Regions from separate parts of the Pan troglodytes genome. Here region 2 is linked to region 1. A link is a contact called in public capture Hi-C data. All regions are on one chromosome and are shown on one strand. The core of a region is the stretch at or near the end of the contact, and the rest is flanking DNA. Distances in the headings are between cores, read along the strand shown.

Evidence for each region. Capture Hi-C pulls out chosen DNA fragments and counts their contacts.
Region 2: a contact with region 1 is called in a capture Hi-C map of stem cell-derived neural stem cells, with 5 times the contacts expected there. The contact joins two enhancer-like sites. A contact is called at or near these places in 1 of 1 datasets of contacts at active chromatin or transcription factors (stem cell-derived excitatory neurons) and 1 of 1 other capture datasets (stem cell-derived neural stem cells).

Annotation. Positions count from the first base shown.
Region 1 is chr5:49,663,247-49,670,719 of NHGRI_mPanTro3-v2.0_pri, reverse strand. VEGFA (vascular endothelial growth factor A) reads right to left here. Exons shown (of 5, transcript XM_063813048.1): 2 at 4,416-4,467; 3 at 1,143-1,339; 4 at 268-344. Among named protein-coding and RNA genes, the nearest start is that of VEGFA, 4.9 kb to the right of the region's middle. Within about 2 kb of position 3,654, at least 6 of the 24 cell types and tissues checked have an H3K27ac peak or open chromatin away from gene starts, as enhancers often do. A contact at or near this core is called in stem cell-derived neural stem cells, where this site is marked.
Region 2 is chr5:49,861,381-49,868,853 of NHGRI_mPanTro3-v2.0_pri, reverse strand. No RefSeq gene overlaps it. Among named protein-coding and RNA genes, the nearest start is that of LINC03040, 32 kb to the left of the region's middle. Within about 2 kb of position 3,888, at least 1 of the 24 cell types and tissues checked has an H3K27ac peak or open chromatin away from gene starts, as enhancers often do. A contact at or near this core is called in stem cell-derived neural stem cells, where this site is marked.

The DNA of each region.
Region 1 (7,473 bases), core at 2,405-4,904:
TCACAGTAAAAACAGCATTTATTATGGAGCAACACTGTTTTAATCTTTTCATATATAACTTGTTTAATCCTTATAACAATGCTATGAGGTATACTACTATTGTGCCCATTTTACAGATGTAGAAACTGAGGCACATTGAAGTAAAATGCCAAAGGTCACATAGCTGGAAGCTGGACGGGGGCTAAAAAGTACAGCATGCTTAACCCTGGCACAGATCAGGCACCCTGCAGCCACTTGCTGATAATGAATCCGTGACTACATCCTCACCTGCATTCACATTTGTTGTGCTGTAGGAAGCTCATCTCTCCTATGTGCTGGCCTTGGTGAGGTTTGATCCGCATAATCTGGAAGGGAAGGAAGCAGATCACAGAGGTTAGTGACCCAGCCAGCCATACCCAGATGGGACAACCCTGGGGCTCCTGCCACTCAGCACCCAGGGGTTCTGCAGAGCAGGGATGGGTGGTGGAGGCAGGGAGGACCAAGAGCTCTAGCAGGAAAGAGGCTCAGGCCCACCCCACCCCAACTCCCCCAACCCTGCTGGCCTCAAGGAGCCCTTGTTCCACTTGAGGCCAAGACATGGCTGCAAGGGTTGGCCAGGCTGGGAATTCAAATCCTAGGTTCTTACCACTCCCCATCCCCTCCCCTTCTTTCATCCTCTCTAGGCTTCACCCTGACTCCTAGTAGATACCCGAAAGCAACCCCCTCCCTGTGTTTCACAGCTCCCTCCCACCCTATCTGGGCTGAGATGTGCCCCATTACCAGGTAACACCAAAAGACTTTTTAAACTCTCCATGGACCAGGCTCATTCAGCTTCCCAAACAAAGCCCCCAAGAGGGGGGGCACTCAGGACTCTCTCCAAGAGAGGGAGAGAGGGGCTCCTGACACAGGCATCCATCTGTCCCCTCCTGAGCCCATGGGCAACCATCAGGGAGAAGGAGATGGTTGGGGCTTGCTGGGAACCTGGGCTGGGAATGAAGCATCTTCTCTACAGAAGGCAAGACCCCACCATACCTCCCCTGTGCAACTCAGGGGCAGGAGCCAGACAAGGCAAATCTAGCCAGGAAACGACCTGGGACCACCTGTTCCCAAAGTGTTACCCCCCTCCCTATCCCCCCCTTGCCCCACTTCCCAAAGATGCCCACCTGCATGGTGATGTTGGACTCCTCAGTGGGCACACACTCCAGGCCCTCGTCATTGCAGCAGCCCCCGCATCGCATCAGGGGCACACAGGATGGCTTGAAGATGTACTCGATCTCATCAGGGTACTCCTGGAAGATGTCCACCAGGGTCTCGATTGGATGGCAGTAGCTGCGCTGATAGACATCCATGAACTTCACCACTGCATGAGAGGCGACGACACATGAGCCCGGTGGGCGACACAAAAGATGGCTAGCCCCTCTCTCCACCCAGCTCTGTAATGCCACTCTTTGGAGCTTCCGAATCAGGCAAGTCCTTCCAAAATCTAATGTAAGTCCCTCCTACTGTGTTTGAAGCACTTCCCTAAGCTTTCCACCATCAACACTGGTGAAGGCCTGTTTTCATTCCAGAGATCACACGATGTACTCAAGTTCCAAGGGACACGGCCTGCCACATCTGATCCCGCCACCTCACTGTGACAGCTGAACTGAATCCTGGGCCAACCTCGATGCCAGAGGACAGTTTGAGTATGGGTATACCCCATGGGGATGCTCTAAGCTTTCCCTAAAAGGAGGAAGAGCCAGCTTTGCCAAGCTAGTCTCCAGTTTCCTACGTCCTCCCCACAACCACTACCATAACGTCAACCATACCAACAGCTGTTTATTGAGCACTTACTACATCCTGAGTACTGTGTACAGTAGTCCACAGCTATCATCTCACACAAGTTTCTCCACATGGTACTATTAGACACTATTGAGATTCCATTTTACAGATGGGGAAAAGGAGGCTCAAAGAGGCTAAGTAAGTTGCCCCAAGGCCGCACAGCTAGTAAGTAAAGGAGTCAGAATTAGCTGACATCAAAGTGTTCCCAAGCCTATATTAGGCAAAAACAGAGGAGGCACCTTTCAGGAGGAGGCACCTTTCCCCCTGCCAGTCCTCTTCCCCAGACATGAGCTGAGAAGGTGGTGGGCATCAGCACAGGGGCTGGGCCCTCCTGGAACCCACAGGTGGCAGTGGGCGGACACGCTGTGCCAGCCCTGCCAGCCACTGATAACCCCGCCCAAGAGGGCAAACTGCTTGCATCATGGAAAAAACAGTGCTGCCACTGTAGCCACGAAACATTTCTAGAAGCTGATCTGAAGGGAGACCAGGGTAGAGACAGTTTCCCAGGCTGGCCGCGAAGCCTGGGGTGCACTGGAGCATGAAGGGGTAATTCTGGGCCACAGGGGCGGGGCCCTTGAGAATAAATAAATGCAGGACTCTGGCATGACTACTCCAAATTGTGGCCCAGCCTGCCACGCCTATCGCACCCCACCACCACTACCACATAGCAATCCTGTCCCTGAAATAGGTTCCCTACACAGAGGGAAGAAATAACACCTGGCTAGTGAGGAGGCCCAGGCTCTGGCCATGAGTTGGTATGACCTTGGGCCAGTCCCTCCCCTCTCTAGGCCTCCAACTCTGCTCAACTGTGTAAGTGGGTTGGACTGATCTCTAAAGATGCTGAAACAGGCTGAAAAGGTGGTGTTTTGGCTTCCATTTCCAGCCCTAGGAACAAGTGCTCTTTTTTCAGCCTGGGTAATATGAAGTTTAGAACTTCACCAAAGCATCTTAAGTGTATGCCTCGTGGACTTCCACCCCAGCTCCCAACCCCCACCCCCCAGAGACCACAGCTGAGCCTCCCCCTCACTCCTCCCTCCAAGGTCTGCTTTCCAGAAGAATAAAGGACAACGAGGGGGGCTATGTACACAACAGGTTGATTGGGAAGAAGGTGGGGAGAAGGCCACAGGTGTGAAAACAGAAAGAACAGTGGGGAAACAGGCCAGTCCACTGCTTCCTGTGAGGTCTCTATTTCTTTTATCCAGACCACCAATGGGCACAGAATCCTTCTCTACCCACGAAGGGTTACGGCAAAGCATCATCAAAAAGAGTGAACGAGACCAGAAGTCTGAAAAGGTCATTTTTTAAAGCCAAGTCGATAGGGGAGAAGATGACTAATCAAGAAGTTTTGAACTGCCCCTTCATCACAATTGGGACAGAGGAGGGCCAGGCTTGTGGCCCAGGAGGGGATAGCAGGAAGGTCTGGCCTGGGCAAGGGGTTGGTAACTGAGGGTAAAAAGACCTGGGGTAGGAATTCCCCCAAAAAGCTTCCCCTTGGAATGAATCCCCAAGTCCCATGGGAGGTGGAGGGGGGGAACCTCACCCGCATCCTTCATCAGGCAGCCGCCCCTCCAAGGAGGGCTGGCCTCCACTGCCTGGGGGAGCACACACATACACTCCAACAACCAGGCTTTCGTGGTTTTCCTTATTTATCGCAGACAACCTTTTCTCCAGCAAACAAAGACCATTTGTCCTGCCTCTCCCAGACCAGAGACCACTGGGAAGCTGGAAGGGGTAAGTGGCACACTGGAAGCAGGGGGCCGGTCAGTGGCTGAGAAGCCAGGTCCTAGGCCAAGGAAAGGGCTCCTGGGGTGGGGAAGGAGGAGGCAGAACAGGCTGGGCATCACCACTGCTGGCCACTACCCAGCCACGCCAGATTTAGGTCAGGGAAACTCGCGGGAAGGAAGACCCCAGGGCCTTCCCTCCCCAGAGGTGGAGAGCACAGGCCACAGTCAGTGGTGGGGAGAGCCAGGGTGTCCCCAGAGAAATGGGAGGATCCAAACCACAACGGAACAAAAGGCAGGCGGACTCGCGGTTGGGCAGGGGGGCGGGGCGCCTGGGAGCTACAGCCAGCCCTCTGCTGGCCTGGGAGGGAAGTTCACAGCACCCGAACATAGTCAAGTGGGGTTTTCTCCACCCCCAAAGGAATGCAAACCAGGGAAGGGAGGGGAGATCCCATTAGGCTGAGCCCTCTGTGCCTCCAGCTCACACAGGAAGGGTCACAGTTCCCACAAATGGGACATGTCTATATAGGAAATGACACTAAATGTCCACTCTCCCCTGGGAGCTAGGGGAAACAAGGGACACTTCCCCCAACACCTAGGATCCCTGAACACTGTCTTCCTGCTCTGTGCGCACGACTCCTTCTCCAAATAAAATTTTACTGGAAAGAGCAGAAGAAAAAGGCAACAAGTCCTACTTCTAGCAGAGACCTGAACAGCAGAGAGTCCTCACGAAACTGAGGGTGAACCTCATGGTGCCCAGCTCTTTCTTTCTTGATCCTTATATTCCTGTGCCCCTTCCCCTTCCTCCCCACAGTTCTGAAGAAAAAGGATTTAGGCCATCCACCCATCCCCTGAGAGGACAGGGAACCCCATCCAACAGCCAGGGGGACTCACCTTCGTGATGATTCTGCCCTCCTCCTTCTGCCATGGGTGCAGCCTGGGACCACTGAGGACAGAAAGAGAGCAAGGCATGGGCATGGGCAGGGGCTGGGGTGCACAGGCCCAGCCACCCAGCCCCTCCTCCCTCCTCACTTCCCTCCCACCAACAGCCTCTGGCTTCTCCAAGTCTTCTGAGTCGAACAGGACACAACCGGGGGTCCCCACGGGCACAGAATATGCCCACCACTCCTGGACTGCTATGGTTATGAACCCGAGGAAGTTAAAGACTAACCAGATGTTGGGGGCTGGGGAGCTCGAAATGCAGGAGGAAAACCCCAGAATGCTTCACTGTCGAGGTCCCCTGTACCTTCCCCACACTTCCCTCTCCCTGCTCTCACTATCCCCCTGATTCCCTGGTCCAAAGCCATGGTAAGTATTAAGGTCAAATAGGAGGACAAATTTGGACTGGGGCAGGAAGGAAGGACTAGGGGCGAGAAAAACAACATGGTGACCTTCTCCTGCTGACATGACAAATACCAGGGTGAGCTGGTGTTGGAGACGGAGGGGGGTGCCGAGGACCGAAGGGCACCAACCACCCTCCCCCATCCAAGCTCTTCTAGTCCTTAGGAATAACCCAGCATGCCCACAGGTTGCTTAGAGGGTAAAAACCCAGGAGGAGACCCTGGGGGAGAACCACATTTTCCTCTCTACACAAATCTCTCCAGAGCCTCAATAGATTTCCAAAGCCTCACCTGTCTCCCACTCCTACCTGTTCCCTGGTTTCTTCTCCCTCCCAGGGTGAGGAGGTGCCAAGCCCCTCTCACCTGGGCACCTTCAAATGCCACCAGGGATCAGGGAAGGCTTTTATGCCTTGGCACTGCCCAGCCCCTAGGGGGCCCCCTGCACCACCTTAGGCCTGAGGCCTCCTCTAACCCTCCCCACCCGCACCAGATCATTCCTCCCCTCGCCAGAAGCTGTGAAGGTCAACACGCCAAGACATGCGGACCTGACAGCACCCAAAAGGAAAGGCTTCTGCCAGCCCTTCCTGAGGGTCTCCAGCTCTCACCAACTCCCCTCCCGCCCAGCACTCGCAGAGTAGAGGGGCACTCTAGCCTACGGAACACCAGACCCTGCTAGGGGAGAGTCCCACTGTCCATCTTTCTTTCCCTCTCCTTCCCACACACCCCAAATGCACCCCACTCAGGTACCCCAGCCCTGCTCCCAGAGACAGCCAAGGTCACAGGAAGCCCCTCTCAAGAGAAAACAACAGTTACCAGGCTTCCAGCTGGACAGCTTACCACTGCGGCTCCTCCAGGGACCCCCTGGATTCTGCACCTCAGCCCCCTCACCCATTCCCATGACACCCCCTGCCTTCCCCCTGACAATATTCTTGCGGGACCCTCCACTCCTCCTGGGCCCCAAGGAGGAAAGGGGACGGAAATTTCATACCCCTTCCAAGGCCAGGGGGCACAGGAGGGGCGGTTCTAGGCAGGCAGGGGCCAGGTGTCCTTCTCTGGGGGCCTCTGAAGGTCACACTGTGGCCAGGCAGCCACTCCTCCCCCTCCTCCCTACTTGGAGGCCTGTAGCCAAGGCCTTTGTGCCAGGGTCTGAGGAACTTGCGGTGTTAGCAGCGACCCCTGTCCATGGCTTTCCTCTTGCCTCCTCTCCAAGGGAATTCTGGCTGAGGGAAGGCGTCAGAGAGGAGCGGAAAGGGACCCTTTAGAGTCCCTTTCAGAAGCAAGTTGGGTGGGCAAGTTTGGAGTTCCAAAAAAACACCTGCTCCAGCGCTGCCTTTCACCAGGACAAAGTGTGTGCAAGGCTGGCAGGAGCTCCTTTCCAGGGTTCAGGAAGGACTATTCCCATGCTGCCCGTGTCACAGCAAATTTCAAGCCATTTCTCCAAAAGGGTAAAGTGGGGCAATGACTCTTCAAATCCTCCCTTGACCCACCCCCACGAGAGCTAAAGCACAGCTCACTCGGAACTGTTGGGGAGGGAAGGGAAGCACACTGTCACCAAGTCGGGACTTTCGGTGGAATGTGACAAAGCGCCCGGTGGGCTCCCGCGCCACGACTTCTGACAGTGATCATCCTTTCCCTGGACTCTGGGGCCGGAAAGGGGTTAGATGGATCTTCTCCGCAGAGAGAAATGAAAATAAACGGGGTGACAGGGGCTTCTCTCCACGCTAAAGAGGAAATGGGTGAAGAGAAGGGGCGTCAGGAAATTCCTCCTAGCACTGGGCAGAGGTAGGGTCTGGAGACAGTAGGAAGGGGTAGGGATGGTTCTCTGGATCCCCGGGCTGGGGCTACCTCGAGAGGTCACCTTCCCGCGGAGGGCTGGCGGGGGGAGGGGTGCCGCTCGCCACTCTGGGCTCCCCATTCGGGCAGCCGAGGCTCCGGGAACACGCGGCCGGCCAGGCCCGGGCTGATGTAATCGGCTCCGCGCCGCGCGCACCCGGCCGGGCGGGGGAGGGCGGGCACCGAGCGGGACGCGAGCGGGGACGGGCGGGGTTGGCGCGGCGCAGGTGGCCCAGCAGGGAGGGGGGGTCCCCGCAGCAATCCACCCCAAAACTTTTCCCAAACTCGCGGCGAGGGCTGAAGAGACCGAGTGGCAGTGACAGCAAGCCCCCTCTCCCTCCTGCGCCCTGCCCCCTCCACGCTCTCTGCCCTCCCGCGGTCCAAGGTCCGAGCACCCCCTGCCCGCTGGTCTCTGGCTCCCGCCCCCGCTGCTCAGACTTCCAGTTCGTCCGGGACCAGCGGCCGGGAGCAAACTTCAGCCGGCAGCGGCAACGCAAGCCCAGCCCCCTCGGCCTCCTCCTCCGGCTCCCGCCCTCGGCTGGTCGGCCCAGATCGTACGTGCGGTGACTCCGGTGGGTGGGCAGGGCCCGCGTGGGCGGTGAGCCTCTCTCCGGGTACCCTCCCACCTAGCGCGCGCCCCCTCCCCCTGCACCTAAGACGACAGAGGGGGACGCCGCACGCCTGGTGCCCATGGACCCGCGTGGGGCACGGAGCCCCCACGCGCGCGCTCGCACGCACGTCCCCAGCCGGGAGAGGCGCTCGCAGCGGCCCGCGGCGCC
Region 2 (7,473 bases), core at 2,639-5,138, 200 kb before region 1:
CATGCTGTCCTCACCCCACAGCCCAACCTGGTTCCTGCCCTCTGCTGTCCCTGCTAGAACCTCCTGGGCACCAAATCTGGAGGGTCCAGTTTGAGTTTTTATTTCCTTGGCCTGCTCAGGGCCTCCCCATGCTGACCTCCCTCATTACTAGGATGGCCGTCCTCCTGGGTCTCCCCATGTTGACCTCCCTCATTACTAGGATGCCCGTCCTCCTGGGTCTCTGTTTTTGTGTTCTTGAAGGGCTCCCAACCCTCTGCTGGTCCCTGGGAGGTTGGGAGTCCTCAGGGTAAGATGGGGGCTGCTTCTCTTCTCCCAGAACCCACTCAAGGTCTCAACCATCAACACTGGCCCCCAAATCCATTCCTCTACCTCAGGTTTTCCTTCCTGAGCTCCAGATCCCTGAAGTTCTCACGGGCCCCTCAAAAGTGACATGATCTAAACGCAAGTCATCACTTTCTCTGGCAGTCCCTCCTCAGCTCCACCCCAGCCAACAGCACCCTGTGGATCCACTTTGCAGTTTGGGGCCTTCTCCCTCTCTCTGCTGACTTAGCTTCCTACACATAGCAGGCCAGGCCCTCTTTTTCTCAATTACTGCCACCACTTCCTGCCCAGCTCCTGTCTCCTGCCTTTCCCATTCCCATTCATTCTCATTCAGCAGCCCCAGGGAGCTTTTCAAAGTACAAACCTGGGCCGGGTGTGGTGGCTCAGGCCTGTAATCCCAACTACTCTGGAGGCTGAGGTGGGAGGACTGCTTGAGCCTGGGAGGTTGAGGCTGCACTGAGCTATGATCACACCACTGCACTCTAACACGGGTGACAGAGTGAGACCCTGTCTCAAAAGAAAAGAAAAGAATAAGAAAGTACAAGCCTGGCATGATCCTCCTGAAAATCTGTTGTTTGCAGAAGCAAGTCCACGTGTCTTTTGGAAGCAGGCCAGGTATGCGCAGTGCCGGTGAAGCCAGGCTGCTGGCTGTGTGACTTGGGCAAGTGCCTCTCCCCTCTTGAGTCTCCTTTTCCTTCTTTGTAAGGTCTGTCTACCTCCTAGGGCAGTTCTGAGAGCCATATGAGATAACACACATAATGGGTCTAGAACTGTGCTGGCCTGCAGAGGTGCTAAAACAGGGGTGTTAGCGTTACTAGCTGCTTCTTCTCCCCAAGCTCCCTGTGGCTTCAACTCTTGCCTTGTTCCTATATGATAATGCAGCCAAACCTTTGTGCCTCTACCCCTCTGACCTTACTCTTCTTTCTGCAGGATATGCCCCCTACCACAGGCTTAGCTCACCTACAACTTTTCCTACTTCAAGGCTCAGAATGAGTTCCAGCCCTCCGTAGCACCACTGACTCCTTGCGGTTCTAGCATCTAGCGCTCTATTGGGCCTCAGCCCCTGAGGGGCAGAGCAGGAAGCTGTCAGGACACCCCATCAGTTGCAGAGACCTCAGGTCTCAGGACAGGGTGTGACCTAGAAGGGAGCTTCCAGCTTGAGGTCCTGGTGTGGGAGTGCTGTCCATATATGTCTCCCCAGTGGACTCAGGTCACAAAGTGTCCACCGAGGAGGGATGGGCCCCCTTCGTGGGAGAAGTGGTCTCTCCCTGGTGTCAAGAGAGGTTGCCAGCACCAATAGGCCAGGCCCTACAGGGAGCTCACTCAGACACCAGGGACCAGGCCAGGCCCCTGCATGGGGCTGTCCTGGTCTTCCAAGACAGCTTCAAGCATGTCAGGAACAAGGAGGCAGCTGTGGGTGGAACACACACCTGCTGATGGACAAGGAAGCTCTCACAGGGGAATGTGGGAGAAAGGGAGAACTTTCCTGGAAGTCTAGGCTGGAAGTAGCAGGAGGAGGGTAACGGGAGGATGAGAGGGACAAATCTGAATGATCTTCAGTGATGACCTCGTCCTGCCTGCCTGGTGTTCCCAGGGTCTCTAGAGCTGTACTGTCCCATACAGCAGCCACTAGCCCCATGTAGCTACTTAAGTTAAAATGAAGTAAAAGTAAAATCCAGTTTCTTGGTCACATAAGTCATATGGCAAATGCTCATGGCTGCCACACTGCATAGCACAGATACAGAAGGACTCTTTCATCACAGAGAGTTCTAGCTTGAGTGCTAGCGTTGTTCCAGAGCCTGGCTGCCCCGATTCAAACCATCACTCTGCTACTGCTAAGTTTGGGCAAATTACTGGACTGCTCTGTGCCTCAGTTTCCCCATCTCTAAATGGGGATCATGACAGTTATTGAGAAGGTTAAATGAGTTAAATATATGTAAAGTACTTAAAACAGTGTCTGGAACATGGAACAGGAATTGTGAATCTGCTGGTAGAGAAAGACACAGCTATGCCAAGGCATTAAAAAGATATTACTGACTTTTTGGAAGGGAATATAAAATTCATATATACAGGAAAAAGCCACCCACACAACCGACCCTCAGCCGCCCATGTCACTCTGCCATTAGAAGCCTGTGCGTGCCTTGTTTGCTAAGATGGCATCATCACCTCCCTTCCGCAGAAGAGGCAAAGGACCTGCTCAAGACCAGCAAGGTTTGAGAAGGGAACCAGCTCTCTGGCTCCAGGCCCAGAGCTTACCTCCACTGCCTTAGGTGGTGCCCATGATTCCCTATTTCCTTAAACGTGCCCCACAGGCACCCCTCCTTAGATGATGTATATTACTGCCTTATCTCGCCCACCATTAGGAAGTCCTTTCTCACGTCTGATCTCAGTCCCACCACTTGTGGTGCAACCCCTATATCTAAGGCTGCCTGCATGGAGATAGCACGGGACCGGAGGGGGTAGCGGGTAGGGAGAGGGGAAAAGGCTTCTCCGTGATCTAGTTCCAGAAACCACTCTCACTGAGGAAGTCAGTTCATCCTGATATTTAACTTTAGCCCCACCATGGGTCAAGCCTGTTCTTCCTGCCTATCCTTGGAGGACATGGGGCATTTACCCCAGGGCTTCCATATCTGCCCTGCAGAGATAGGAATCAAGCCCTTGTACTTCCTGACTTGACTCTTGGCAGGGGGACTCCAGGGTTATATATAAGGTAGACTCAGTGCTAGCCCAAGCAAAAAGGCACATCTCAACCCTGACTATCCAGGGAAGGCTAGTACTCCAGCAAATCCTGTACGGACTATGCTGCCCATTGCACAGATGGGGAAACTGAGTCCCTGGGCAAATGAGGAGCTTTCCCCCAAGCACACAGCCAGGAAGACTGTGTTCATTGCAGTCCTCTCCCCAGTCTACCCAGGTCGCAGGAAAGCACTGGCAGTTTGCAGGATCCCTGAGCCTGAGCCATAGGTGCCGAAAAAGCAGCTGATTGACTGTCCTTTATAACTTCAAAGCAAGTAGCGTCATCTTTGTCTCCTTAAGATCCAACATGGAGTTTAAGAGAGAAGTCAGAAAGAACCTGTTGACAGTAGGAAATGAGGGAAACTGTGGAATTCACTTTTCTGAGGGCATTTTAACTAACAGATACGCAAGCAAGTCTGCCTAGTCCAGCAGTTCAGGTTGTCTGCTGTATCAGAGGATGAAATTTCTTTAATTCAAACTGACATTTTCAAAAGGGTTGTGGGGGTGGGTGCTGTGGACTAGCCACCCTTGTACCATGCTTTGACTGGTCTGGCCTGGGAGAGAAGCGGTGGTGCCCGTCCCTACTCTTGCTCCCAGCCTTGTCTGCTCCCTGCCTTGCCCCCCTGCCCACCCTGGCTGCCTCCGGTCTCCCGTGATTGAAATCTCCCTGCTGGTCTCAGAGCTGACCTTCCCGCCTTTAATTCAATCAGGAATCACAAGCCCTTTTAATTTAGGAAATAAAAGGCTGGCTGCTGAGCAGGCTGCACCTGATTGACGGGGCTGCCAGCTTGGTCAGGCTGGCCTGGGGAGGGGGCATAGACCCGTGACCTCAGCTGGCCTCTCTGGGGTAGGAATGCTCCCCCAAGCCTGGGGAACAAAGGAGGACCACCCCCCTCCTGATTCCCAGCAGAGGAGGGGCCAAGGCCACATGGTAGGGGGTGGCTGCTGGCTGGCCCAGAGAAGCTGGGGAATGTCAAGCTCTCACTGCAGCCTGAGGGACTTGGGGTAGACACAAGGGAGGACTTTGCAACTGACTAATTCCTCTGTTCTTGTTATGTGATTCTGGGTTGATGCTCCAAAGTATTGCAACAACGCATTTTTATTTTCCAAAAAAGTAGAAGAGGCGCCAGAGGAATCAATGCTAGCTTTTCTGGACTTTGGTTTCTCATCCATATATAAAGGTAGACAGGGACCCAGCCACCGGGCTGTTGTGAGCATTAAATGAGTTAATGAAAGCTCACTGGCACATAATAATCGCTCATTAAATTATAGCTAATAACATTCTTAATAATATTATTCTTCTAGAGGCATACAGAGGTCTCCACTTCTACTTGGAAGTGGAGGAGACTTGGGGGAGAGAGTCCAGGGTCCTGGGCCCTGTTGCTTGCTTTCTCTCCTTGGAGACAGCCCAGGACAGGTCCCGTCAGCACCTAGGTTCCTTCCCCGGGGGAGGCAGGCTGGGTCAGTGGAAAGCTGCCTGCTCAAGGAGTAGAATTCTGGTTCAGCATATTTTGGCCTCACTTCTCTGAGCCTTAGTTTCTTCCTTTGGAAAATGGGCTAGTAGCACCTACCTGGTAGGATTGCTTTGATGCTGTTTAAAGTGCCCAGGCCACAGCCTGCCAAGTATTAATAGGAGGTGCTCAGATTGTGGTACCTCCCTCTCCTGACCCCCCAATCAAGTGCTCAGCCCAGCCTACCCAAGTGGTTTTGGCCTCCATCCTGAACCTACCCTGGCCCTATGGGAAACCCCATTTCCCTGTGATCTGAAGCTGAGCTCTAAGAGGCCACTACCCTGTTCCTGTTCAACCATATTGCATAAATGTCCTATGGCCTGATTCCCACAGGGTTCTGCCTGTGGCCAGGATCTGCCTCAGATGCTCCTTCCACTGTGGCTGGTTTTACTTTCCAGAGATGAATGAGCCTGTAGAATGAACCACCTTAGGGCAGGCGGAGATGGCTGGCAGCTCCCCATGTGTGTACAGCCCAGTGCCTAGCATGAAGAGATGCTCAAGGAGGTCTCTCCCCAAAGTCTGCCCCACCCTCCTGTCCTAGGGGTATTATAAAAACATATACTATAACATCATTCTTTGGTTTCTCAATAAGCAATGCTACACAGCTCCTGTATAAAATATGTTTGGCGATAAAGGTAATAGTCACAGTGGATGCCCACTTGAGCTTCAGGCTTACTCCGTGCTAGACTTGGTGTTGAGTGCTTGAGACACACTGTCTCTCTCCTACTTCCCTATGAGGTAGAGATTGCACTGCATCTTTGAGGAGACTGACACTCAAAGAGATTGAGTCACTTCTCCAAGCTGACCCAGCTACTAAGCAGCAGTGCTGGGATCTGAATCCAAGCCCATTGTCAGTCCTCTGCAGACTTGGCTGGGCAGTTCGTAGAAGATTCTCACGTCTGTTGTTGCATTTGATGGCGTAGCAACCTCAGGGTTTTGCCAAGTGTGTGATTGTCATTATTATGATCCCATCCTACAGGAGAGGAAATGGAGATTCCCACATCACACAGTAAGTAAAGATGGGACAGGGACTTGCACTTCCGCACTGTGCTCAGGTCTCCACTGTAAGCACAGCCCTCCCTCCTGGTTTAAAAGCATTCCCTTACTGCTTAACATCAGTGTTCCAACGGGATAGTTCATTCATCCATTTGGTAAATATTTATCAGGCACCTACTATATTTTAGGCCCTGTGTGGGAGATTAGTGCTGAACAAGCCAGAACCTGTTCCCTTCCTGAAGCTTTCCATCTCTGTGGGTGAGAAAAACTTGAAATAACTGCACACACAAAAATGATAAAAACTGTGATAAGCATTGTTCTTGAGGTGGGGTGGGTGGGTGATCAGAGAAGAACATTGAAGTGTGAATGCAGATCAGCCCTGGAAAGTGGGTTTGGAGGCTGGGAAGAGCAGTCTAGGCAGAGGCTCTGAGACAAGAGTGAGCCTGTGAATAAGGGTGGAGGCACTCAGAGGAAGAGCAGGAAGAAAGGGGCCAGAGCCTACATGGCCTGGGGGGCTCACCCTCACCCTAAGAGGAGGGCCTAAGGTTGGTTTTTATTTCAAGATAGTAGAGAGGAGAGTGGAGGGGGCTGAGTGGGTACAGGGTCCTCAGTCAGGAAGCAACCTTAGTGGTCCAGGCACAGGGCTGAAGGGGGCTGGAGGGGAGGAAAAAGGAGATGGGGCTGAGTAGCTCTACCCACACCCCCCATCCAGGGCCTTTCTAGCCCTTTCCCAGGTGCTTGCTGCTGTGGTCAATGTTCAGGGTACCCTGACCCCCAGGCAGTGGCTGGTTATTGTTTCACGACCAGCTCTCTGGGTGAAAAAGTCCTCTTTTGTAGCATTTGCCAATTTCTGTGGTGTAAATACTCCCACCATGGCTGACTTCAGACTACCAACCTGAAGTCAATGGATAAGCAGTTGGGAAGAAAAGTTTACAACTGTCCAAGCTGCAGCAGACTGGCTCCAACACACTACTGCCCTCAGGTCTCAGAAAGGCAGTAGTTCTGATGAAGTGCCATTGGTATACGTCTCACCCTCTATGTAATTCCCGATTCCTGTGTGTATATTGGGGGTTGGGGGAGTAGAGAGGGTGAAGGCTGGATGAGGAGGGGTGTGGGGGAAGGGAGGTTGGTAAGGAATTAATAATAATGACCACTCCCTCTAGTCTTTCTGATGACTCCAAGAGATTGGTACTATTATTAATCCCACTTCATAGATGAAGAAACTAAGACACACATTGAATAACTTGTCCAAGGTCTCACAGCAATAAGGGACAAAACTGGGAACTCAAACCACCTCATTCCTGGGGTGAAGACTTTGCCCTCCTGAATCTCTGCCCTGTCCTGCCTGTGAGCTGGCTAAGAGGGAGGGAGATGGGGGAGAGTTAGGAGGGGACAATGAATGGAGGATGAGCTAGCTAGGAAGAAGGAGGAAGCTGTCAGCAGCAGGAGGTTGGGGGGTGGGGTGTCATTTGAAATTATCTGGTTGGAATCCTAATGTGGGCGAGGTGGGAGGTTGGAGTGGCCTCTACAAGTCAGTTTGGGGTGAACCAGGATTTTTAAAAGGAGATTATGAGCTTCCACTGAGAATGTTCCCGGGAGAGGGTGCAGCAAGTTGGGGTGGGCAGGGGTCAGGCACCTGGAAGGCCCCACACACACACACCAGGTACTGCCACAGAGAGGGGGCACCAGGCCAGAGTCCACACAGCCTGCTGCCTCCAGATTTGTAAGGCTAGTGACTCTACAGCCCCGACAGCTCAGCAATGACATGGGAGCAGTCGGGTCAGCCCAAGCAGCCCTGGAACAGCTCCAGTCAAACAGGGATTGCTGGCCCCTCTCCCACCCCCCACCTTCCCTGCTGTGCCTACCCCACACCCAAGGTCAATGACCTAGTGTTTGGCAACATCCTCCA